Linked DNA regions of Mus musculus: regions 2 and 3 are each linked to region 1. Evidence: chromatin contacts called from public Hi-C and promoter capture Hi-C data. All regions are on one chromosome and are shown on one strand. The core of a region is the stretch at or near the end of the contact, and the rest is flanking DNA. Distances in the headings are between cores, read along the strand shown.

The links. A called contact is a pair of places that touch in the nucleus more often than the background predicts. Capture Hi-C pulls out chosen DNA fragments and counts their contacts.
Region 2: a contact with region 1 is called in a Hi-C map of cortical neurons, with 1.9 times the contacts expected there. A contact is called at or near these places in 14 of 39 promoter capture datasets (the C10 cell line, HPC-7-derived erythroid cells, the SN4741 cell line and 8 more), 29 of 484 Hi-C or Micro-C datasets (the AML12 cell line, B cells, the C2C12 cell line and 20 more), 32 of 130 datasets of targeted methods (the 230-238 cell line, the NIH/3T3 cell line, the SCID.adh cell line and 20 more) and 5 of 9 other capture datasets (adipose tissue, embryonic stem cells, liver and 2 more).
Region 3: a contact with region 1 is called in a promoter capture Hi-C map of adipose tissue. A contact is called at or near these places in 1 of 39 promoter capture datasets (liver), 9 of 484 Hi-C or Micro-C datasets (CD4 T cells, CD8 T cells, Th1 cells and 6 more), 6 of 130 datasets of targeted methods (the SCID.adh cell line, effector CD8 T cells, embryonic stem cells and 3 more) and 3 of 9 other capture datasets (adipose tissue, liver and pancreatic islet).

Annotation. Positions count from the first base shown.
Region 1 is chr19:37,205,865-37,209,286 of GRCm38.p6, reverse strand. It overlaps Cpeb3 (cytoplasmic polyadenylation element binding protein 3), which reads left to right and starts at 1,816. Exons shown (of 11, transcript NM_001290827.1): 1 at 1,816-1,992. It overlaps Marchf5 (membrane associated ring-CH-type finger 5), which reads right to left and starts at 1,742. Exons shown (of 6, transcript NM_027314.3): 1 at 1,383-1,742. The coding sequence starts at 1,417.
Region 2 is chr19:37,030,681-37,034,102 of GRCm38.p6, reverse strand. The region is part of intron 10 of Cpeb3 (cytoplasmic polyadenylation element binding protein 3); the gene reads left to right. Among named protein-coding and RNA genes, the nearest start is that of Btaf1, 110 kb to the right of the region's middle.
Region 3 is chr19:37,374,751-37,378,172 of GRCm38.p6, reverse strand. It overlaps Kif11 (kinesin family member 11), which reads right to left and starts at 1,791. Exons shown (of 22, transcript NM_010615.2): 1 at 1,506-1,791. The coding sequence starts at 1,579.

The DNA.
Region 1 (3,422 bases), core at 567-3,066:
TTTTATGAAAACCTCTGAAGAATACATGAAAAGCCAAGACAACATCTAGACAGAAGAATTTTTCTAAGTGTCGTCACGGAAAAGTGAAAGTGGGATGTCATCAGAGCAAATGATTAACTACGCAATACAAGGATTGCGTCTCATATAACTGGAATCGATGTGGCAGGCAGTAATCTCTCTGGGCATACTTAGTATGACACATCTAGTCAAGTATGATAAATTATAATGAAAGGAAAACTTGAGAAGTGACCAGACTTCTAGACAACTGGAGAAACGGACAAGTTCATTAGTTGTAGCAGAATAGCTGCTAAGTACCAGAGATTTAGGCTAAATCCTGTCATAAAATATGAGGGTGTAACTTCTTGCCTTCCCTGATGGATCTTTGATGCCCACCTCCCAGCCCCAGTAGTTAATGGCTATAACCTCAATCAAGAGAGGGCCTTCATTTAATAAGTTTCAAAGCTGAATCTTAAGTGCATTGAGAGCATCACCTGCTGAAGTGGGTGGCCAGTTAGTCTATTTAGAGTTGCAAGCAACCTCAAACATTATGAATTAGATCGACCAATTGGTCAGAACAGCAAGCAGCTGCCTTGGTGAAAAGGTGGATTTAATTTAGTTTCCAAAAACTCACTGGCTGGAATTTAAACGGCAGAGGGCAGTGCTGTAGACTTTCTCAAAGAGTTTTAGTGGCTGGAGACCCCAGGAATGGGCAACTGGTCCCAGTACAAGCCCAAACGTGTCTGGGAACTTAGCGATCGTCAAGTGTGCTACGTGTTCAATGTTGCATGCTTGTGGCTGTTTTCCATAACCTCTACTCTAGTGTGACCGACCGTTAAGGCTCCCTTGTGGATATTCTGACCTTACGGTTTGGGGGTAGGGATGGGATTGGGGGAGGGTGGTGGGGGAGTTGGAAAGAGAAACGAAACCCAGGCTTTAAAAGAAGGAATGCCTATCCTTGCATTGTGAAAGTGCAAGGGACCAGTCTCCAGAATGACAATCGGGTACTTCCCAGTGGCGTCGCTGTCAACCCCTTTACTACATTGTCCGGGGAGGAGGGGGAGAAATAGAAACTAATACTATGGGTTAACAATAGCGCCTCTTCACCTCAAAAAACAAAACAAAACAACAACCAAAAAAAAAAAACCCAAACAGGCTGGCGGCCAAAGTAGACCTCCCTCCTTTAACTAAGTTTCAAAGTCTACGACCCTGACCTCTCGCCCGCTCTTCTCCCCAGTGCCACCTCCAAACTCAGAGCCCTTTTCCCGGCCTCCGGGCCGTGGAACTCTCGGCGGACGCCAGGATCCCCGCTCTCGGGGCCTCGAGGCCAGCATGGGCAGGCCCAGGACGAAGGCCGGCAGTTCCCGGCCCCACGTTGCTCCTACCTGTCCAGCATCTGTTGAAGGGCTTGGTCCGGCATCTTCCGCGGAGCCGGCGAGCTCGGCCCTCGCCCGCAGCCCCGCTCAGGGCCAGGCCCCGGGACAATAGCACTGAGAGGCGGCGGAGTAGGCCTCAGTCCCGCGGCGGCCGCGGACCCGCCACACAGCCTCCCGGCGTGGCTCCCAGAGGCCCGCGGTGGCGCTGCGCGGCCGGCGGGCGACCGCAGAGGGCGGCGGGGAGTGAGGAGGAGGAGCCTGGGGCCGGGAGGCGGCGGTCGCGGCCCGGGTTCCTGCCGGTCCGCCCAGGGTTCCGGTCCATGGACCGCCGGGGCGCCGAGCTGCTGCCGGCGGAGGAGCTACCTCTGTGAGGTAAGAGTCGCCGCCTCCGTGCGCGCCGGGGTCACGACGCAGGGGCGGCTCGGAGCAGCCTGGGAGATGTAGTCCTCGGACCGTCCCCGCTAGAGGCTGCACAGCCCGCCGGGACCCCCGCCGCCGTGCCCGCCGCCGCCGGGCCGGCGCCCTCCCGTTTCCTTCCTCCAGGGGGAAAAAAAAATGTCCTTCGGGCCGCTGTCCGGGAAGCGGCAGCATGTGGCGCTCCGCTGTCAGTAGCAACAAGGTCAGCGCCCCTTCTCCGCGTCTTGTCCCCTCAGCTCTCGCGCTCAGGTGGGACAGAGCCAGGTGAGGGGTGGCGGCGTGGAGGGCCAGTTTCTGGGCCGGGTCAAGTACGCCGGGCCGCGGCGGCGCGAGGCCGGGCGCTCGGGTCAGCCTCGGCCGCGTCAGAGCCCATCTTCGGGGAGGGACAAGTGGCTTAGTGCGGGGCTGCTCTGGAGGGGCGTGTGGGTAACCCGACTGTTCGCACCGGCGCCTCTGTGTGTGTGTTGGGGACATAGGAGAGCATGGGGGGTGGGACGCGAGCAACCACTTTGCCTGTCCAGGAACCTTCTCGGTTCTGGTGCTGTCGCCCAGCCTTCGAGGGCTTGCGGGCAGCCTCCAAAGGGGACACGCTGCTGAATAAACAGCCCTTGCTTGCTCAGCTGTGGGTTGTCAGGAGTGTTTGTTTCTTTCCGCAGCTGGTCACCGTTAACCATTCCTAAGGCTCCTTGACACTTCTAAGCAGGTGGATCCCGGCCGAGGGATCAAAAAGGGAAGAAGTGACAAATCACGCCTCTGTCTTCTCTGACGCCGGAAGGGATAGCTTTGGAGGGGGGAAACGAGCTGTTGTTGACTTAAACCGATGCGTAATTTGGACGACCTGTGGCATTGTTTAGCGCTGTGATTGGTGGGATGTTTTGCTAGTTTTCCGTTGGTTGTGCCTACGGTTTTTTGGTTTTTTGTTTTTTTTTTTTAAACTTCTACAAAACGTTTGCTATTTCTTTAAATGAAAATGTTTCTTTAAATTTGAGCCTGGAGTGGTTTCTCAGGCCTATAATTCCAGACTTGGAAGACTGAGACAGAAGGATTACCTGGTCTGTATAATGAATTCCAGAGTAGCCTAGGCTAAATAAATAAATAAATAAATAATCAATCAATCAATTAATCAAGGATATGGTAGGCGTCCAATCCCGTAACCCCAGCACAGGAGAGGAGGAGGCAGAAGGATTAGGAGTTCAAGGTCAACCTCTAACTCTAATTAGTTTGACTCTGTCTCAAAAGGACAAACAAAAAGCTGCATAGGCATGGCCAGCAGATCTGGGAGGGTCTTCACAAATTCAAAATCAGTTCGGGTTACAGAGAGAGACCCTATCCCACAACAGTAACCATCAAAGCTACTTTTGTTTGTTTGAGTTTTTCCTTGGCAAGGACTATGTATCTGCAACACAGGGATGACTGGACTTGGAGATCCTCCTATCTAGAGCTCCCCATATCTGGAATTATATAGGCATGGCCCACCACACCCAGAACCGAAAGGCTTTCAAAATTATTGCTTAAGGTAGTTTGTTTTTTTTTTTTTTTTTTTTTTTTTTTTTACAATCAGCTCTTACCTGTGTAAATCTATTTTTGTACTAGTGCGTCCATGGTCAGGATATATAAATAAAATACATAAAT
Region 2 (3,422 bases), core at 428-2,927, 180 kb after region 1:
TAAGTGCAGTGTTGATATTACAATTTATTCTGGCCTGGAGTATATAAAATGACTCAATAGCAAGAGGTCTGAGGGTTTAGAGGACTTGTTTCAGGTGCTTTCTGCTGGGACCTGAGGTCTGTGATCCTGTATCTCACTGCTAGGACTTGTCCCTTCTGATCTGGTTTAAAAACTTCCTGACTATAGCTGTAGCTGTGTCTATGTGGGTCCTCTGGGGAGGAATCAGCACCCCCAAACCAATGAACTAATGCACCGTGGGCTTCTTCTGAAGCCCAGAGGCTCTCACAGCCGCTGATTAGAAAGTCTTTTAAAGGGAACTAACTGACTTGTGTGGCCCAGTGAGATTTTGGAATGGCGTGGGACCTTTCTGTCAAGGCTCTCTTTGCTAGTTGTGAACTTTGGCTTCTCCTCACTTGTCTCTCCAGGTCTCAAGGCTTGCCAGTCATTTTTAGTGTGAATACCCTGTTTTAGCAGGATGAATATGGTCTCCTTGCTATAAATGGTAGTGCAGGCCTTTTAATTCCAGCTACTCAGGAGGCTGAGGCAGAAGACTCACAACTTTGAGAGCAGCACCGTAAGAAGCTGCATCAAAACAATGTCTCTCTTTCCAGCTCGTACTTGAGTATAGATGTGGCTTATGGGATGACCAGCCAGAAAGACCATCGTCATTTTCCTAGCTGTTTACTTTAGCACAATACTCAGGGTCTCCAAACTTACAGGTAGGTGGCGGTAGCCAGCTAGCAGTCTCTTGGCGGGTGCTTATTCTTACATGGAAGAGCTGTATAAGCACCCACTGGGGTAAAGGAAACAGGCCTGAGTTAGCTCAGCCAGCGTGCTCTGTGCCTAGACACTGTGACAGTCATCTAGCTCCCAGACTTCAACCAAATGTCTTGGTTTTTGTCCTCCACGCGGTACAGTCTTAGCTGATTTACGTTCACATCTGAATCCCATTCCCAAGCAGCATGGAGAAGCAAGACAGGAGTAGCCCAGATGCTTTCAGGGACGCTGCTAGGTGGGTTTTCTTCTGTCTTTCATGAAACACAACTACCACTATGCCTGATGACCTGACTTCCATCCTTGGGACCCACATGGTGGAAGGACAGTCAACTGTCACAGATTGTTCTCTGACCTCTGTGAGCATGCCATGGCACAGTACACAAGTGAATTTTTCAAATGCATTATGTCTAAAGCAATGATCTTAAAGCCAGAGACCTCACAGAGCTCCACGCCCAATAAAACACAGAGGTCCATGTTGTGTAATCAGGCATTTTGAACTGTGGAGATGACATCAGGATCATTTTAAACCTTTCACCTCCTAGTACCTGAGACTGTAAAAATGGTAAGAATTATTATCCTTTATAAAGCAAAAGAAAATAAAATCCAATCCATTCCCCATACGGATTTTTTTCAGTCTATCCCAGGGCATCTCTAAAATTAATAACTGTGAATTTGCTATATCTGGAAGGTTGTGGGTGATTTTTGTTGCTAGCAAAAATCTATTTGCACATCACTCCTTTCATTTCCTAGGCATCTGCCATCTGCTTTTTAAGTGGTGGGATTTCAACTCACAGACAGTTGAAACTTAGCATTATATTTAGTTATTCCTGGCCAGCCTGCTAGTGGGAAACCTGCATTAACTCTGGGTGGATATGGTAACTAGCAGGGCACCTGCATTAGCTCTCGGTGGCTATGGTAACTAGCAGGGCACCTGCATTAGTGCTGGGTGGATATGGTAACTAGTGGGAGTATTAATGGGGCTGTGTGGTTTTAAGTCTGGATAGAGTCTCTGTTTCGAGCCAAGTTTTGAGTGCATTATGTTAAAGGTGCTCCCATTAAATGTTTCTTCTTAGAAGACATGTTGTGCCGGGCGTGGTGGCGCACGCCTTTAATCCCAGCACTTGGGAGGCAGAGGCAGGCGGATTTCTGAGTTCGAAGCCAGCCTGGTCTACAGAGTCAGTTCCAGGACAGCCAGGCTACACAGAGAAACCCTGTCTCGGGGAAAAAAAAAAAAAGAAGAAGAAGACATGTTGTTCAAGATGATAGGAAATGACCTACTAAGTGATCTAGGGGCCTTTCATGGCCTGATCATGGAATACCCTAATCACATTAAGGCCAGTATGGAAACAGGGACCACTATACCTAATCCTTAACTTTCGAATATTTTCCAATTATATTAAACTTGAGGTGTCAACAACACTGCTCTCTTCTAACCCTCACATAGTGTACTTAAAGAATCTGATGTGTTCCTACTTGTCACACCTCCCTACCCCCTTCCAACCCCCACCAGTGTCTACCTTGGAAATTCCATGTGTGGCTCTGATGGAGATGACTTGACCTGCCCCATTCTAAAGTCATGCCAACATGATTATGACCAGAGACGAGCCTCACATCCATTTCTGGTTGGTTCATGTCTACGTTTGGCCTCTTTCCCCCGGCTTGTCCACCTGCACTTCACCATCTGCAATCTTTGCTTTTTTTGGCTTCCAGCCACCTGGATGCATCCCTTACGTGCCCCAGGATGGCTAGATATCTGATTGGCTTATCTGAGTGATAGCTCTTGTCAAGGGTATACAGTTGTGGTCACCCTTAATACAGCTTTTAGAACATAAGCCACACTGCGGCTGACCTGAGCCAGGGCTTCACCTCATTACTACAAACCCTCCCGCACAGGGAGGAGTCCGCACCTGCTCATGCTCTCCCTAGTGACTTTTCTCTGCCTCTCGGAGTTCCTGCATTTTGTCTACTTAATTTGGGAGGTCAGTATCTTGATCACTAGAGACAAAGCAAGCATTGAGATCATTTTTGTGATGTCTGACATTCTTTTGGTCTGTAGAATTCATAATTAGCTTACTGCAGTCTCTTCCTATTCAAGGCTCTGTCTCAGCTCTCCTTACCTGTCGGAGAGCATTACTGTACCACCGGTACTTTGTGTCCTTGGGCCTGGTCAACCCATATGGTAGTGGATCTAACTATTTCTGTATGTCATGCTCATGTCCTGTGTCCTTGAGTCTCCTAGAAATAGAAGGTCAACTTGACTGTGTGGTTGGCTCTACCTAGGACTTGGGAATTTGGGCTTTTGTGGGAGTTCAGTTCCTACCATGCTGATGTCATCAGTGTCATGGCTGAATTGATACCCTAAAACTAAGTGATTTAGGTGGCCGACAGAGAGACCAGCTTTTTTTCTATTTTATCTCTTTATCAAGAAAAGATAGAGGGACAGAAAAAAAAGGAAAAGAAAAGTAGAGGAGCTGAACAGATGGCTCAGCGGGTAAGAGCACTGACTGCTCTTCTGAAGGTCCTGAGTTCAATTCCCAGCAACCACATGGTGGCTCACAACCATCCATAATGAGACCTGATGCCCTCTTCCAGTGTGTCTGAAGACAGCTACAGTGTACTTATGTGTAATAATGAATAAATCTTAA
Region 3 (3,422 bases), core at 542-3,041, 170 kb before region 1:
TTGTTCTTCTAGAGACCTTGAGTTCTGTTTCTAGCCCCCACACCTGGGGGTGACTCACAACCACCTGTAACTCTGGCCTTAGAGGTGGTGCTCTCTTCTGCTCTCCACAAGCACTCACGTATGTGTGCAAACACCTGAATATATACCCATTATTAAAAATAAAAATTTTTTGAGGCAGAGTTTCTCTTTGTAGCCCTGGTTGTCTTGAAACTCGATCTGTAAAACATGCTGGGATTAGAGGTGTGCCCCACAACTGCCTGCCTAAATCTGCCTAATTTTTTTTTTCCTAAATTCTTAAGTGTGTCTGCTTTCCTGTTGATTAAAATGAAAGTTCCAAATTAAGTAACTAAAACTCCAGAGTTCAGCAATTAAGTATCTTTGGCAAGCCTAGAGTTGCTCACACACACACACACACACACACACACACACACACACACACACACGTCACCTAGTTTAAAAACTTGGGTCTGGTAGCTGAAACTTGAATTGCTTATAACTCCAGAACTCAGAACTAAGGCAGGGAGCTAGTCGGAGTTTGAGGCCAGTCTCAGGAAAAAAAAAAAAAAGGCAGACACAGTGGCACACACTTGTCACCCAGCAATCCCAGCTAAACGACCGAGAGGCTGAGACAGTAAAGTACGCTAACATATAGTTCCAGACCAACCTCGGTAACATCACAAAAATTCAAAAAAATTAAAAACTCTGGGTAAGTTATTTGGATGTCAGTCGGGGAGAGCTGAACCCCACACCCTCCCTCCTCTCAATTTTGTCTTTTGGTCAATGAACAAAGGCAGATAAAAGAAAGAAAGAAAGAAAGAAAGAAAGAAAGAAGGAGAGAGAAACCCTGTCTCGAAAAACCAAAAAAAAAAAAAAGAAGAAGAAGAAAAATGAGAAAGAGAAAAGATGCTGCACCTTAGCCATGTACTTTCATTAGCTCGTGAGTTTCATAAACTCATTTTACAGCTTAGCTTAAATTCAGCAATGTCTACTTGGTTATTAGAGGTGAATTTGATGGTTGCTCTTCGCTGAAAAGTGCGTTCCCTTTTAAAAGCAAACCTACTTTCATCTATTGGACCAAACACACAGAATAAAGAACTATTAGTCTTTCCGAAGTGGAAATAACCCCAAGGTGAGCGCCAAACTACATGCAAAGTAAGTAGGAAGCTTTATTCCCAAACTGACAACTCGGACGGGGTAGCACAGAGCAATGACAGCTAAATTTTCGGCGACATTGGCTTTTAAAAGGGAACGCACTTTTCAGCGAAGAGCAACCATCAAATTCTTTGTGACTGCAGCTTAACTTTAACCAACACCAACATCCCCCCCCCCCCCGAGACAAACCCTAATTTAGAACTAAACGTGGTAGCATGTTTACCGAACAAAACACGGGGAGCCCCAGAAACCGATGACTTGGTGTCCTTCAGAAAGGTAAACAAATCGCTCTCCGGAACGGCTAGCCCAAAAGCTAAGCCTCCGCGTCCGGACTCGTCCCAGCCTCTCCTTACCTGCATCTCACCACCACCTGGATGTTCCTGCCCTTTTCCTCTTTCTTCTTCAAAGAACTCGGCTGGGACGCCATGACGGTCGAGCCAAAACCTGCCGGCCTAGCGGAGACTCAGACACAGTGAGAACCGGGAGCAGCCTCTCCTCACCCGGTGCTGCCAAGGCCACGAGGACCGAGACTCGCAGCTCGGCGTCCCCGAGGTCCACGCAGGCCTCTTGGCCGTGGCCGCCGCCCCGCAAAAGCCGGACAGGACGAACCTCCTCCTCTGCTCCGAAATCAGCAACGATTCCGCGCCTCAATTTTGAAAAATGGAGACGACTGACCGGACCAATAGCAGAGCGGCACGCGAGGCATCATGGGACGCCGTGTCGTCACTGTGGTGACGACGGGGCGTGACCCGAAGAAATGGATGGCGGTGCAGGCTGGCTCCTGTAGTCCGAAGTTCACTGTGCAAGCTTTCAGTGCTGCCGCTGGCGGGCTTCTGGGGCCTGGGACGCCTACATCGCCGCATTCGCTGGGTCCTTACCGCCCTCCGAGGCTTCTCGCTTTCCGTAGAGAGGTGACGAACAACTCGGCCGTTTAAGGTGTAGGTGGGGACCGGGGAAACAGAAAAGCCGAGTCCTCCGCCTCATCGGGTTTCCGGAGCTGCTTTTTCTGTTTCGCGGGATCTTAAATGCGGTTTAGCCTCTCCGATGTAACTTAGCGAGGATCAGAGAAAGCGCCGCCGACCTCGCCAAATACCCGCCTTCCGCACTCCAGATCCCTGGTCCTCTGGATTAAGCAAAGCCAACTGTCTACTGGTAAACTACTCTCGGAGGCAGGAGTGGCAGAGGAGCTCTCCGAGTTCCAGACCAGCCTGATCTATAAAGCGAGGCCAGGACGGCCAGGGCTGGTTGCACAGAGAAACGCTGTCTCCAAAAACAAACAAACAAAAACAAAACAAAAGCTAGCCCCAGAGACTCACTGCTATCTCAAAATGTCCCACAAAGTGAACATATTGAACATCTTTATACCCTTGCCTCCGGCCAGTCTTTCTCACTTCAACACGTGTTTTTAACCAGACCCTTCCTCTGCAATCACCTTCCTCCAAGACTTTGAATCTCGTCCCTGAATGACTTCCTTCGATGTTCCTACTGCTACCCTTTTTTTCTCCTCCCTGCTACTGCATTCACTCAGCAAATATCCTTTAAAAAGCAAACCAAACACATATAGGGACAGAGGCAGAAAGATCAGGAGTTCAAGCGTCCATTTCATACATTTCCAGTTTAGTATCAAACTGTGTTATGTCCATCATTTGCTATTTATTCGTTTGTTTTAAACAAGATATCTTTCTGAACACAAGGCTGGCCCTGTGAGAATCCTCAATGATCTTCCTGCCTTCTGCATACTGGTATTGAAAGAATGAGCTACCAGTCCTGGCTGGTTTCTTGTTTGCTTTTTTTTTTTTTTTTTTTTGAGGGGTGTGGCTTAAGATTATTTATTTATGTGTGGGGTAGTGTGTCTGTGTGTGTGTCCTCCAAGTGTGTGGTGGTGCCCTTGGACAGAAGATGGCATTGAATGCCCTGGAACTGTAGTTAAAAAGTCAGTTGTGAACCACCTACAGTGGGCGCTAGGACCTGAATTCAGGTCCTGTGGAAGAACAGGAAGTGCTCTTAACAGCTCTTATCCATCTCTCCAGCCCATGATTTTTTTTGTTGTTGTTGGTTTTTTTGGGTTTTTTTTTTTTTTTTTTTTCGAGACAGGGTTTCTCTGTATTGCCCTGGCTGTCCTGGAACTCACTCTGTAGACCAGGCTGGCCTCGAACTCAGAAATCCACTTGCCTCTGCCTCCCGAGTGCTGCATCCCATGATTTTTGTCTTTTTGTCTTTTTTTTTTTTTTTTTTTTTTTTTTTAATCTTTTGGAATTAGATGCAAAAGG